Regions from separate parts of the Sus scrofa genome. Here regions 2, 3 and 4 are each linked to region 1. A link is a contact called in public HiChIP or PLAC-seq and promoter capture Hi-C data. All regions are on one chromosome and are shown on one strand. The core of a region is the stretch at or near the end of the contact, and the rest is flanking DNA. Distances in the headings are between cores, read along the strand shown. Region 1 holds the start of SBDS (SBDS, ribosome maturation factor). Region 2 holds the start of ARMC5 (armadillo repeat-containing protein 5). Region 3 holds the start of CHCHD2 (coiled-coil-helix-coiled-coil-helix domain-containing protein 2). Region 4 holds the start of VKORC1L1 (vitamin K epoxide reductase complex subunit 1-like protein 1).

The links. Promoter capture Hi-C pulls out the DNA fragments that hold promoters and counts their contacts. HiChIP or PLAC-seq counts read pairs in DNA pulled down with a chosen protein or histone mark.
Region 2: a contact with region 1 is called in an H3K27ac HiChIP or PLAC-seq map of alveolar macrophages. The contact joins the promoter of ARMC5 here to the promoter of SBDS in region 1. A contact is called at or near these places in 2 of 47 Hi-C or Micro-C datasets (heart right ventricle and skeletal muscle) and 1 of 2 datasets of contacts at active chromatin or transcription factors (alveolar macrophages).
Region 3: a contact with region 1 is called in an H3K27ac HiChIP or PLAC-seq map of alveolar macrophages. The contact joins the promoter of CHCHD2 here to the promoter of SBDS in region 1. A contact is called at or near these places in 1 of 5 promoter capture datasets (fetal liver) and 1 of 2 datasets of contacts at active chromatin or transcription factors (alveolar macrophages).
Region 4: a contact with region 1 is called in a promoter capture Hi-C map of fetal skeletal muscle, with 2.8 times the contacts expected there. The contact joins the promoter of VKORC1L1 here to the promoter of SBDS in region 1. A contact is called at or near these places in 2 of 5 promoter capture datasets (fetal liver and fetal skeletal muscle) and 1 of 2 datasets of contacts at active chromatin or transcription factors (alveolar macrophages).

The regions. Positions count from the first base shown.
Region 1 is chr3:16,159,697-16,163,292 of Sscrofa11.1, forward strand. It overlaps SBDS (SBDS, ribosome maturation factor), which reads left to right and starts at 1,828. Exons shown (of 5, transcript NM_001244393.1): 1 at 1,828-2,183; 2 at 2,825-2,954. The coding sequence starts at 2,056. It overlaps TYW1 (S-adenosyl-L-methionine-dependent tRNA 4-demethylwyosine synthase), which reads right to left and starts at 956. Exons shown (of 16, transcript XM_021086357.1): 1 at 756-956. The coding sequence starts at 759.
Region 2 is chr3:17,106,721-17,110,316 of Sscrofa11.1, forward strand. ARMC5 (armadillo repeat-containing protein 5) reads right to left here and starts at 1,803. Exons shown (of 6, transcript XM_021086388.1): 1 at 1,151-1,803. The coding sequence starts at 1,631. It overlaps LOC100626250 (cytochrome c oxidase subunit 6A2, mitochondrial), which reads left to right and starts at 1,903. Exons shown (of 8, transcript XM_021086396.1): 1 at 1,903-2,362.
Region 3 is chr3:16,810,409-16,814,004 of Sscrofa11.1, forward strand. CHCHD2 (coiled-coil-helix-coiled-coil-helix domain-containing protein 2) reads left to right here and starts at 2,001. Exons shown (of 4, transcript XM_003124448.4): 1 at 2,001-2,198. The coding sequence starts at 2,149. It overlaps LOC102162776 (a long non-coding RNA gene), which reads right to left and starts at 1,907. Exons shown (of 4, transcript XR_001307408.2): 1 at 1,771-1,907.
Region 4 is chr3:16,762,546-16,766,141 of Sscrofa11.1, forward strand. It overlaps VKORC1L1 (vitamin K epoxide reductase complex subunit 1-like protein 1), which reads right to left and starts at 1,552. Exons shown (of 3, transcript XM_003124445.4): 1 at 1,224-1,552. The coding sequence starts at 1,417. It overlaps LOC102162776 (a long non-coding RNA gene), which reads right to left. Exons shown (of 4, transcript XR_001307408.2): 4 at 2,804-3,058.

The DNA of each region.
Region 1 (3,596 bases), core at 578-3,077:
CTACAACTCTGATTCAACCCCTAGCCTGGGAACCTCCATATGCCACGGGTGAAGCCCTAAAAAAAAAGGCAAAAAAGAAAAAAAAAAAAAAAACAAACAAAAAACAACACATTATGTGGTAACGTGATATAATTCTGACTGTAATGCTAATTCAAAAAATATATAAAATTTTATTTCATTTGGTTATAGCATTCGGAAAAGAATGAACATAAAGTCAAAACACTTTATGTGGAATTATACTAATTAACCAAGTTAATTTTGTTTTGTTATGCTGCTCCATAAGAAAACCCTAAAATAAAACCGAAAGTATTCTTTTTTTAATTTTATTTTTAGAGACCAAGAGCTACTTGCACAAGTAACTGACCTCAAGTCCCACTTTTTAAAGGGAGCTATGGATGGACCTGGCCTTAAATGCTGAACTTGGGGGCAATTTTAAAAGCCGAAATCTAAAATTGGGGGTTTACAGGTGCTACTCCATCCTAGAAAGGACCAAAAGTCCTCAACACCCGTGGGTGAGGGGGAGAGGCGGTTTTTTCTGCCCTTTACATGAGTTTAGGGGCATAGGTCTATACTCATCTCCTAGCCTCAAAAGGCCAAAGCCAGGTCACAAGCAGGGATCAGTCCTCCCTTGTCCTCAGCAACACTGGTCCCAGGGTGAGAAGGTCAACGTATTCCGGGGGAAGGGGCCCGAGGGTCTCAGAAAAACGGCTCTCTCCCTTCCCGCCCCAGGAATCTTGCCCGCTGGGGGCCCTTACCCATTCTTCTTAGAGCCCAAGTCCTGCGGCGCGACTGGAGCCCAGGACAGCGGACCTAACAAACCTAGCGTCCGGCGCGAATACTGGGAAACCGCCAGAACCTCCTTGTAGCATTAGCCGTGTGCCCAGAGCCTGAGAAACTGGGGGCAGCCATGCCATTCGCAGGCCTGTCTGGATTGGCTCAGAGGGGGAAGGGGCGGGCCCAGAGGCGAGCTCCGCTCAGAGCTTGGTGAAAAGAAACCGGAGAGCTCCCGGCCCCGCTCGGATTGGCTCAGAGGGAAAAGGGGGCGGGCCCAGAAAAAACACCGCCCAGAACTTGGTGAGTGTAATCCAGAGCACTCCCGGCCCCGTCGGATTGGCTCAGAAAGGGAAGGAATGGGCCCAGAGAAAAGCCCTGCCCAGGGCTCCGAGAATGGAAACTGGAAAGCTCCTGCACACTCAGGAATCCGCATAGAGGAGGGAACGGACTTTGAGAAAAGCCGAATTAGACAGGAGTGATTTAGGGGAAAAAATGGGGGGTGAGGAGCGTTAAAAGAGACTAAGGGCATAATCAACCGAATGCAATTTGTGATCCCATTTGAATCTCAGTTGAAACACACCAACTGTAAAAAAGGCATTATTTAGGGTAAATTTGATTGTGAGTTGGCTAGGAGGTGTTATTAGGGGATTATGGTTAATCTTGTTAGGTGTATCTGTTGGAAGTTTCACTATTTAAAGCTAAAACCACAAGATGATTTGCTTTAAAATGCTCCAACCAAAAAAAAAAGAGGGAGAATGAAACAAGAAAAGCAAAATATTGATAATTGTTGGAAAGAATGATGGGTACATGGGGGCTCATTACACTTTTCTCTAAGTATTTTGTGTTACAATTTTTATATAAGGTAAAGTTAAGGGGGGCGTGGCCCTGAACTCCCGGAACTATGAGGCACCGGCGTCAGAGTTTCCACCCGGTCCCCAAACATCTCCACCAGCCAATCAGAGCTCTTTGGTTCTTTCGCGAAAGTAAATTACGTCAAGGAAGAGCGCTACTCTTTCCGGCGCCGAATGATGTCGTAAAAGCCACAATGCGCAGGCGTTTTTGCCCCCTCTTCCTCGCGCGGTTCCCGCAACACCTGACGCCTGCGCAATAAGTCAGCTGGGTGTATTGGGGTGGCCCGCGAGGGTGTTAGTCACTGCGTCGCCCAGTCTGCGGGCGTGACTGTGCCGCTCGCCGGGTGGTTACATCGAGGCGCAGGTGGCCTCAGGCCGGCGGCGCGGGTTTACCTTGGTTCGCCGGTCCCAAGGTCGCTGAGTGGCCGCGATGTCGATTTTCACCCCCACCAACCAGATACGCCTGACCAATGTGGCTGTGGTACGGATGAAGCGAGCCGGGAAGCGCTTTGAAATCGCCTGCTACAAAAATAAGGTCGTCGGCTGGCGGAGCGGCGTGTGAGTGACCCTCTCCCTCCGATCCCTGGCGGGAGCTGGAGCTGATAGCCTTGGAGCCCACCTCCCTCTGGTTGTCTAATGAGTTTGCCATGCTGGGGTCTTGTCAGGGAAGGAAGTGGGAAGTTTACTCCTGCTGCTCGCGCTTAGCGTCTAAAGCGAACGTTCTCTTTTTTGTTTTGTTGGTGTGGTTTGGGGTTTGGTTTTTGCTTTTGCTGTAATGTCATAAAAGCTACGGCCAAGAAACCCTTCTAATTGTGGTTCTTTTCTCGGAATGATGATCAAGGCAAAGGTCGTAGTCTTCCAGGTACTTCTATAGTTTGTGCATGTCACAGATCTAAGCCCAGTAATTTAACTAGAGTGCGTAGCATATTCACTGCTGCCATCTAGAGAACGGAATTCCTTGGCGGCAGCCTGACCCCACCCCTCAGTGATTCACGCATATTCCCACGATGTTTTTCCCCAGTGAGTAAATGTGAATACAAATGGAGTTCTCAATTTGGAAAACGTTCCCCGGGCACCAAGGGTCGTTTAGAAGTAGTTGTTTCTTACTATTTGTATCGTTGCCGTCTTGGATTTATATGTGAACGAACTTCCAAGTTGCAAAAGTATTTATTTAGGACTTTCTCTCCTGTTCTCACAAGGGAAAAAGATCTTGATGAAGTTCTACAGACCCACTCAGTGTTTGTAAATGTTTCTAAAGGTCAAGTTGCAAAGAAGGAAGATCTCATCAGTGCATTTGGAACAGATGACCAGACTGAAATCTGTAAGCAGGTGCGTTCTAACCACTGCAGCATAATCGACCCTAATATCCATTTGTGGTGTAAGTACTTAGAGATAGGTTAAACTTTAAAGTATTATTTTTAGCAATTATTTTCTCCTGCTGTATAGCAGTGGAAACTATTTCTAGTCACTTATGATAGAGCATGATAATGTGAGAAAAAAGAATGTATATGTGTATGTGTGACTGGGTCACCTTGCTGTACAGTAGGAAATTAACAGAACACTCTAAACCAGCTATAATGGAAAAAAATAAAAATAATTAATAAAAATAAGTATTATTTTGGGGTTGGTTACTTTTTTTTGTTTTTTTGTCTTTTGAGGGCCCCATCCACACCATATGGAGGTTCTCAGGCTAGGGGTCCAATCGGAGCTGCAGCTGCCAGCCTACACCACAGCAACTTGGGATCTGAGCTGTGTCTTCGACCTACACCACAGCTCACGACAAACACCGTATCCTCAACCCACTGAGTGAGGCCAGGGATCAAACCGCAACCTCATGGTTACTAGTCAGGCTCGTTAACCACTGAGCCACAATGGGAACTCTAAAATAAGTATTATTTTTTGGAATGAACAGTTACCATGAAGTAATTTGGTGTTTACAGCATCATTTTTAGTAATTCAAGACATGGATAT
Region 2 (3,596 bases), core at 553-3,052, 950 kb after region 1:
TATTCACAATGTTGCCACTAGGAGGCGCCAAATTAGCTGGTAAACAGAAAAGCTTGCTGTCTTTTGTTAGGATTGGTTCTTTTTTAAAATTGAAGTGTAGGTGAAGTATGATATTATACAAGCTGCAGGTGTACAATATGGTAATTCCCAATTTTTAAAGGTTACATTATATTTACATTGTAGAATATTGGCTTAGGATGTGTTCTTATTGTGCTAGCTTTTAATAACTAAATACCCAATCCATCTAATTATCACCTTTTTTGTATTTCATTTTCTTCCTATTCTAATTTTTTTTTCTCCTTCTTTTTTTTTTTTTCCCTGCGGGTGGAAGTTCCCAGGCTAGGGATGGAACCCACAACACAGCAGTGATCTGAGCCACAGCAGTGACAATGCCAGATCTTTAACACATTGAGCCACCAGGGACGTCTCTCTATTCCTTTTTTTCTTTTTTCTTTTGGCTTCTTAGAGCTGAACACCCACAGAATATGGAAATTCCCAGGCTAGGGGTCTAATCAGACCTACAGCCGCCGGCCTACACCAGAGCCAGAGTAAGGGGAGATCAGAACCGCACCTACGATCTACACCACAGCTCATAGCAACGTGGGATCCTTAATCCACTGAGCAAGCCAGGGATCGAACCTGCATCCTCGTGGATCCTAGTCGGATTCGTTAACCGCTGAAGCACGAAGGGAACTCCCTATTCCAATTTTTTGAAGTAACTATTATTACACCATTTTACCATCCTAGCCTCGGATGAGTCTAGCTGACCGCAGAGCACACTTTCTGACCACCAGTTCATCAAATGGGACTTGCTCCTGCACAAGGCCAGACACAAGGCCTTAAGTGGAGAGTAAGAATCATTTGAAAGAGTCACTACATAATCCTTTGGCCTCCACCAGCCCAGAGGCGAGAGTGGTGCTCCACAGCCAGTAAGTAACTGCTTGTAATTATCTGATCTAGGAGGGCTAGGGTCTAATTTATAGAGAGCAGTGACATCACGGGTCATGACAGCTAAAGAGCGGGGGGGCGCTGTGCCGTCATAAAGCGCAGTCTTCCAGGCTACCACACACAGAACTCAAAGACTCTGCCCACGCCCAGAATAGGACACAAGTTCGGGTGGAATCCTAGGAAATGAGGGCGGAGCACTTACCCAATGGGAGTATGCCTCCGAGTCTGCGCACTTCAGCCCGGCACGCCCCTTCCGTACAGCAGTTGGCTAGGATGCTGAGCGCTAAGTCCAGCGTCTTGCGCAGGCGCGCTGGCGGAGAGGGCGTCGGTGATGACGAAGCTGCGGAGGGGGCGGGGCCCGGCGAGGGGGCGGGGCCAGAAGAAGCCGCTGACTCGACCGAAGAGGGGGTGGAGCCTGAGCCAGCCTGGGACAGGGCGGGACCCGCTGCAGCCGCTCGCCGTAGCAGAGCGAGAAGGGGGCGGAGCCCGCCGCGTGCCCGGAAGCGCTCGATTCCCCCCGCTGCCTTGACGTGGCGCGTGCGGAGGGCTAAGAGCGCGCGGCCCAAGGGTGTCTCGTTGGTAGCTGTGTCCTTTCCCCCACCTAGACCCTCCCCGGCCGCCGCCGTGAGCTGCGCGAGGCAGAACGAGAGCGAGTCCGTGGGGGTTGGCTTCGCGGCCGCCATCTTGGCTCAGGCTTAAGGCTCCGCCCCCCCTTCGCAGCGCATCCAAGAGAGCGGAACTGGAAGGAGGGGCGTGGCCAGGCACCTCCTCTCTGACGCTTTTTAAATAGCGCCGCCGCAGTAATTATGCCAGTCGGAAGTTGTAGTTCCCGATCCTTGGTGCTCTGACCTGCACAGTCGCAGAAGGCTCGACGAGAGTGGTGGTTATCTAATCGCTGTGCGTGCCTAAGAGGCGTGTGCGGCGCATGCTTGGATACGTAGTCCGCGCCAAGCGTAACATGCCCCGCGTAGGATAGTAGGCAACTCTCCCGGTACTCGAATGGGTCAGTGTCTCTGGAGAACCCAGATATCCGACTACGGAGTCTCAGTACTGTACTGCTCCAGGTGACTTGGCTACTCCGCCCCCAGAGTGTCCCCAGCGACAGCCTTTTCCTTCAGGCTCGCTTTGCCGTCCTCCCCGCCCCTCCAGCGGTGGCCGGGGCACCGAAGTCCGCGTTGATGAGCTCAGAACCCGAGCCAAGCAGAAGGTGTCACATTCCTCACAGCGGCTACAGATGGGAGCATTTGCTCCGTCAAGTGAACAAGAGGGTTAAAGCTATCGATACCGTTCGCTGCCACTTCCTAGAGCGGCAGGAGCTAGTGGACCTTTCCGTTTCCGGTGCTGGATTCCTGGGTCCTGAGTGTCTTCACCTCTTGTGCTTGAGGTTTGCTGGGCGAGGACCGGCCAAGGCCAAGTCAGTAAAGCAGGAGTGATTTATTAAGGCATCCCAAATAGATGGGCCGAGCTCAGGATGGCATCAGCAGCGATTGTGAGGAGTTGTTCTTCCCCACCCCCACCCCTTTTAGGGCCGCACCCTCGGCATATAGAAATTCCCAGGCTAGGGGTCCAATTGGAGCTGGAACTGCAGCTGCTGGCCTACACCACAACCACAGCAAGCGGGATCAAAACTGCGTCTGCGACCTACATCACAGCTCTCGGCAGGTCGGGATCCTTAACCCACTCAGCAAGGCCTGGGATCTAATCAGCATCCTCATAGACACTATGTCGGTTCGTTACTACCGGCCACTATGGGAATTCCGTGGAGATCTAGTTATAAAAGGCTGGTTGCCAGCAAAACGTGGAGGGAACAATGTGCGAGGGAGGAGGGTGGCAAAGGACGATAGCTTTCCCTCTCCATTTCTCCTGTCCGGATAAGTGCTGTAACCACCCTGCCTTGGGCAGGGATTGACTTAAGCAGGCAGGGTGGTTAATCGGGCGGGGTAGTTGATTGACTTAGCAGACAGGGTGGTTGATTCTTGGTCAGCGACTTTCTAATGTCATTGACCCGTGTTTCAAGTCCACCATCCCCCTGGGAACCTATCAGTTGAGGCACTAGCAAGTGTGGAAGCACTCTTTAAACACTGCGGCCTGGGTGCGCTGGGAGGAGGGGGAGTCAGCAACAATTCCTGGCCCTTCTTTTGCCTAGTTATGTACATGAGCTTGGACTCCATCCCGTTCTCTTTTTTCCTTTCGTTTTTTTTTTTTTTTTCTTTCTTTTTTGGCTGCCCCATAGCATATGGAGTTCCTGGGCCAGGGATCAGATCTGACCCATAGTTTTGACCACGCTGCAGCTGCAGCAACGCCAGATCCTTTAACCCACTGTGTCAGGCCAGGAATCCAACCTGAGTCTTGGTGCTGCAGATACCACCCATCTTGTTGCGCCACAGAGGGAACTCCTCGTTCTACCTCTGATCTCATCCAGTTCTGGGACTCAGGTTCCTCCTCTGAGCCTGGTGGGCCACAAAGAGGCTGGTGCTGTGCAGTGCATGTGTCCATGGTCTGGCAGTTGGATTCCTGCCCAATGGGAAGCTCAGCTGTGGCTGGTGATTTGGGAGGGGCGCTGGGGATGCCAGAACAGCACCCCATCCCTCCACCCCCACCCAAGCCAAAGTCCCTCCCTTCCCTAGACATACTCCAGGAGGACTGGG
Region 3 (3,596 bases), core at 751-3,250, 650 kb after region 1:
GAGAGTTTTTAAAATTCAAATATGGTCACTGTAGAAATTATGTGTATGAGTTACCTATTGCTGTGTAACAGATTACTATCTTAGTTTCTGTGGGTCAAGAATTTGGGAGTGGCTTAGCTGGGTGGTTCTAGCTTAGGGTCTCTAGAGGTTGGAGAGGAATTAGACTCCACCTTTTGAATGGATTGTCAAGGAATTTGAGAACATATTTTAAATCATCTTTGTGGGTTTAATTATTGTGTGTTCACTATAGAGAAATTAGAAAACAAAGACAAGCCCAAAAAAGGAAGAAATTCTTATCCAATAATGGATAACATCACCATATGGAGGTATATAATTCCAGTCTTACTATGTTTTTTTTGGCCATGCCCATCACATGCGGAAGTTCCTGGCCAGTATTGAACCCATGCCACCACTGTAATCAGCCTCGGCAGTGACAAAGCCAGATCCTTAACCACTAAGCCACAAGGGAACTCCTCAAAATACAAACTATGTATACTATTTTGTAACCTGCTCTTCACTTAATATTATGTAAAGCTACTTCTCATGTCAGAGATTCCTTCATAACATTTTAAATACCTGCATAACATTTTATTATATGTATGTACTATAACTTTTTTTTTTTTTTTTTTTTTTTTTTGCTTTTTAGTGCCACACTCATGGCATATGGAGGTTCCCAGGCTAGGGATCTAATCAGAGCTACAGCTGCCAACCACAGCCACAGCCCCAGAAACACCAGATCTGAGCCGAGTCTGCAACCTACACCACAGCTCACAGCAATGCTGGATCCTTAAACCACTGAGTGAGGCCACGGATCAAACCCGCGATCTCATGGTTCTAGTCAGATTCATTTCTACTGCGCCACTATGGGAACTCCTATTATAACTTCTTTAATTTTTTTTTTTTTTTCTTTTTAGGACCGCACTGTGGCACATGGAAATTTCCAGGCTTGGGGTACAATTGGAACTGCAGCTGGGGGCCTACACCACAGCTCACAGCAACACAACACCAGATCCTTAACCCACTGAGTGAGGCCAGGGATTGAACCTGCATCCTAATGGATACTAGTTGGGTTCATTACAACTGAGCCACTAGGGAACTCCTAAAATGTACTGTTAAAAGCACTTTACACCAAGTATCCTTGAAGCACAGATCCTCCAGGGCTTTGGATCTGCTGTTCCCTCTGCCAGGAATGCTCTTACCCTTGACAAACACAAAGCTTGCTTCCCCACTTACTCAAAAATTTCGTTCAGATACCACCTCTTCAAAGGCTCCTGCTCTCTCCAACTTCTAACTTCCTTACCCTGCTTTTGCTTCCTATCTCCACCATCCAATTTATGTAGGTATTAGTGTCTCACTCCCTGAATTTAAACTCCATTTAACTAGATTATCTCCAGAACCTAGCTAATGCTTGTAGACCATTCAGAACATCTTGTTTAATTATAAGTAAACTAATACCATCCCAATTACAGGCACAAATTCTATAATATATATGGAAGGGGTTGGAACATTTATTAAATACATAGATGTGGGGCATTATTATTGTCTGAATTTTTGATTGGATCCAGAAAAAACAAGTAGAACCAACTTAGCTCTGTCGATCCCTAAAGTTCTCCGTTTTCTTCATTTCGGTTATTACGTGCCCACACTGCGCCTCAAAAAATATTTACCCCAATAAATAACTTAATGAGAAAAGTTAAGTAACTTGCCCAAGGTTCAGCGGCAATCATGCCACAGCTCTGACTCACTCTCTCAAGGTTAGAGCTGACCTACCATGTTAATAATGCGAACGGCTGAAGGTATCAGCTGCAGTCCTTGCGCCCTAGGAAGCAAACAGCTAGCGGTTCTGACTCGCACTAGGCTCCGAGGACGAGGTTTGTGAACACCCAAATCCTATTACAATTTCGCAAAAAGCCCGGGCGCCGAGCTCCTTACGTCAACTGCGTACGACGAGGCGCCGCCGTGACGTCCTACTCTTCCTGTGACCTTCAAACCCGCGGAAACGTCGGCGAACGGAAGGCCTGAGAGCTGATTGGTTGCGCGCTGAGGCCGGCCCCGCCTTCCGACTTCCGCTGTCGGTCTCTGCAGAAGCCGCCAGGGTCTCCTCTGAGTTTCTCTGTCTTCTAGGTTCGCGTTCGTTGCGCAGTTACGATGCCTCGTGGAAGCCGAAGCCGCACTTCCCGCATGGCCCCTCCGGCTAGGTGAGACCACCGGGGTTTGGGGTCCTGCTGGTGCCGTGGCGCAGAGAGAGGCTGCGGGTGGGCCTCGGAGCAGCGGGGTGTCGGCGGGCCGGGGCTTCCGAAGGCCAGGGCGGTGTGGGCCCTCCTCCGGTCGCCGCAAGCTAATTGTAGGGCTTTAGCTAGTTTTCTCGTTAGTGGCGTACTTCCTAATTTTGAATGCCCATGAATTATAATTTGAAATATTGTAGAACTCAAGTTAAAACAGGCCCGTTCTAGAAATAAGTGGTATTTATAGGTGTAATCACGCAGAAACGCCAAAAATAGCACAGAAAACAATGGAAGCTAGTGTAATTGGGAAAATATCGCATTTTAATTTCAGTAAATGATCTCTTCCGTGAGCAGTGAGCGTTCCAAGGACTTGGCCCAGTAGGGGTCACCGTCGTCAATGTCTCACGTGTACGTGATGTTTGCTAGTTCGTAAAATACTTGTAAAATGTGCTGCCAGTTGCGCCACACGGTAACCTTAGCGGTAAATGTTATTCCTGTTTTACAGAAACTGGAGACTCAGAATAAGTGACTTGTCCACCAATAAGTAGGGAAGCAAGGTCTCAGACCCAAGTTTGCTCGTGGCTAATTCAGAGCATTTAGCACAGTAGCTTGCCTGGTGTATTGTGTTCAGACAGTATGCCACGAGTGTAGGGAGTTCACTTAGCGAAAGATTGTTATCCGAGAGGAAACCCTATTGTTAAAAAGTTATGCCAAATAAACTACCTAACACGAAGTGAAGTCATAAACTTTTGACCTAGTCTTATTTGAGGGACTAGCACCCAAGGAAACAATCTAAAAAATGGACAGAAGGCGTATAATCTATGTGAAAGATTTTGAAAGCAGCACTGGACATATTAGTGAATTTTTTTTTTTTTTTGGTCTTTTGTCTTTTGTTGTTATTGTTGCTATTTCTTGGGCCGCTCCCGCAGCATATGGAGGTTCCCAGGCTAGGGGTCTAATCAGAGCTGTAGCTGCCAGCCTACACCAGAGCCACAGCAACGCAGGATCCGAGCCGCGTCTGCAACCTACACCACAGCTCACGGCAACGCCGGATCGTTAACCTGCTGAGCAAGGGCAGGGACCGAACCCGCAACCTCATGGTTTCTAGTAGGATTCGTTAACCACTGTGCCACAACGGGAACTCCCTGAAATTTTGAAAGCATTCAAATGTCCTACAGATGGGAAATAGGTGAAATTAGGTGTAACAGTTCAGACATGTCACTTCCATTTACTGAGTTTCAGTTTTTTCTTTTTTGGGGGGCCGCTCACGCGGCATATGGAAGTTCCCAGGCTAGGGGTCGAATCGGAGCTGTAGCTGCCAGCCTATGCCAGAGCCACAGCAACGCTGGATCCGAGCAGGATCTGCGCCCT
Region 4 (3,596 bases), core at 302-2,801, 600 kb after region 1:
GTTGTTCCTGTAATCACCAATATGTAGGTCAAAATAAACTAGTGAGCTATACATTAGCATCTACCTAGTAATTTACAGATCAACAGAAGAGGAAGAAATTACTCAAATGTGACTACTGTTAACAATATTAGGCATAGCGTCTCTATCAATTGTGAAATAATTTCTTTCACTTTTGCTACTTTTAAAAACACGAATCCTCCTCAATAAGAAAAAAGAACAGCCACTTTTAAGATGTAAACTCCTCTTTTTCAAAATAACTTGCCTAGGAAAATCTAATGCAGAAAAGCAGTAAACCAACTACAACATTTTAAAAACCCTAAAATTATCAGTAAAACAAACCAATCTCTCCAGTTTAGTGATGCATGTATTTTTACTCTTCGGGGAATATTCCATTATACCAACCAACAAGGTTTAGACATCACCCTAATACCCCAAACATCATCACTATACATGACATACACATATTTTCCTCAAAGTAAGCTTAGGCTAGACCCACACTCAAGCCATTCCCCCCTCCCGGGCACACTGAAAAATAAGAGGGGGAATCCAAGAAATCAGATATGTTAAGTGCCAGTATCTTCTTCCAGAGTAGGGTCAAATTCGTTTTTGCTCGCAAATGTCACTGTCTCCAGAAGTCTGCAAATTCTCATTAGCGCTACAGAGTACAAAGAGGCCTGACCACGGAAACACCTGTCCTAGCACCGGGAAGACAGTAGGAAATGCAACCCCGAGCCCACGCTGGCCGCACAGCCTTGGGCTGCAGCAGCGACCCCGGACGACGGGTGGACACTGACCTCACGGTTCCCCCCGGCAGGGTCGCACGCCTCCGACCCGCCTCCCCGGGCAAGAACCAGGAAATCTGTCAAGCTGGCGGGGACCCACCCTCCGCGAACCCTGCTTGCTCCTTCTCAGCCCGGCCCCAGCCTGCCCAACTGCTCTCGGTCCGCTCCGGCCTCCTGGCTACACTCTGCCACCTCATCCCTCCTCGCCGGTCTCTCGGCCCCGCCACCTCCGCCCCGGCGGCCTGTACTCGGGCCGGCCCCCGGGCCGCCGCCCCCCGACCCGGGCCGCGGCCCCCGGCCAGGCTCGCGGAGCCGTCCGTCCCTTCGCGGCCCGGTCCCCGCTGTCCCCCAGGCCCGAGCTCCCGCCGCGCGCTCCCCACCCCCAGCCTCCGCCCTCGTCCCGCTCGGCCGCTCCCGGCCCGTTCCCCACAGCTGGACTACCTGGAGGCAAGGGCGGCGGAGCACTTCACCCAGGGGCCCAGGTCGCAGAGGGCCCGGTGCTCAGGGTCCCGCTCCTTCTCCCGCTCCACGTGGTAGGCGTAGATGGAGAGCAGGATCCCGGCGGCGCACACTGCATACCGGGCCACCCGCTCCCAACGCGGCACCGACACTCTCAGCAGGACGGGCGCCGCCATCTTCCCCCCTCCGCCGCCACCGCCGCCTCCTTCGCCGCCGCCGCCTCCCTCCGCCTCCACCTCAGCCGCCGCCGCCCGTCGGGGCCCGACCCAGCCGCCGCCGCTACCGCCACCGCCTCCGCCGCCGCCGCCACTGCCACCGCCGCCGCCGCGCCCCATTGGCTCGATGGCCTCCTCCGGGCCCCGCCCCCACAGGCGCGCGGCCCAACCGCCCCGAAAGGAGAGAGCCTGGCGGGGCGGGGAAGGCGCGCGCGGGCGCGGAGGGAGGGGGCGGAGCGCGCAACCGCCCGGGAGGCCGGGCCGGCAGGCGGAGCCAGAGGCGGTGCGGCGCGCGCGGTGGGCGGGACTCCGAGGGGGGAGGGGTCAAGGAAGGGGCGGGGGCTCAGAGAGGGGAGGGGCGGGGGCTCGGAGAGGGGCGGGGCGGGCCCTAGGAGACCAGGTGCAAGGAATAAATTTTGAAGATACCACCGGGTGTGAATGGATAAGCCCTTGGCCCCACCTCCTCGGAATGACAATCAATTGCCATCCTTCCCCCCTTTTTTGTCATTTTCACTTGATATTTTCGGACCCAACCCAAATGAACCTTGGCCATTGCACTGAGCTCCAGAGCCAAGCTCCAGAGCCTCACTTGTGTTACCTGATCTCCATCACCACTTCCAGGCACCTCACGTTCTACAAGTGCGAATTTAACTATTTTTAAACTATTCTTTAAAATTATTATTGCCGAATGACTTGATTCCCTGTGAGCTGAATTTGAGATGACAACTTAATTCATGCAATATAGAAAAGAATAAAAATTAACTAAAAAATCAGGATGAAGAAAAAGACAAATGAAAAGGAAAGACCAGGGAGTTCCCGTTGTGGCTCGGGGGAAATTAACCTGACTGGTATCCATGAGGATGCAGGTTCGATCCCTGGCCTCGCTCAGTGGTTAAGGATCTGGCTTTGCCACGAGCTGTGGTGCAGGTTGCAGACATGGCTCAGATCCGGTGTTACTGTGGCTGTGGTGTAGGCCAGCAGGGGCAGCTCTGATATGACCCCTAGCCTGGGAACCTCCATATACTTCGAGTGCAGCCCTAAAAAGACAAAAAAAAAAAAAAAAAAAAAAAAGGAAAGACCAGGAGTTAAGAACACAGCTAAGCAGGCCATAGGGTATCACATAATTATTAAAAGGAGCCACAAATTAGCTCTGAGTTTCCTGGTGGCCAAAACTAAAAGAAAACTATATGTATGTTACTCTCTAAGAAGAAACACACTATTTTGGGAGATTGCTAGCATTTTCCTCTTTGCAGCTGTCAGAGAGATTTCAAGTTTTATATAGTAATTTTGAGTATTGATGTCCTGTATTAGTTATGAACTGTTCCATAACAAATTACCCCAAATGTAGCAGTTAAAAAAAAAAACTCTTTATTTTCGCACAGTTTCTGTGGGTCAGGAATCTGATGCTGTTGAGCTGGGTCCTCTGGATCTGGGTCTCTCACAAAAACGCAGTCAAGATGTTGGCTGGGAATGCAGGCATCTTAAGGCTAAAGAATCCTCTTTCAAGCTCACTCCCATGGCTGTTGGCAAGCCTCAGGTCCTCTCTGGCTGATGGCTGGATCCATCAGTTCCTGAACCATTGCACCTCTTTGTATGAAGCTGCTAGAATAAGAGAAAGAGAGGGAAACAGAAGTTACGGTCTTTTTTGTAAACTAATCTCAGAAGAGACAGCCCATCGCTTTTACATATTCTATTACTTAGAAGCTAGTCCACAACCTAAATGTCCATGGATGGATGAATGAATAAAGGAAATGTGGTATGTACACTCAATGGAATATTATTCAGCCACTTCTATCATTTCCTCAATAGGAAATCCTATCCTTTGAGACAAGAAAGACAAACCTTCATGGCATTATGCTAAGTGAAATAAATCAGAATGGCAAATACAGTTGACCCTGGAACAAGGCAGAGGTTAGGAATAGCAACTCCCCCACCCCCCAATGCAGTCAAAAATCCACATGTAGCTTTACAGTCAGCCATCCAATTTGAGCTTCCACATCCACAGATTCAACCAACTGAGGCTTGTGTACTGCTGTATTGTGTGTGTATTGAAAATAACCCATCTGTAAGTGGACCTGTGTAGTTCAAGCCCTTGTAGCTCAAGGATAAATTGTACCGAATGATCTCACTCACATGTGGA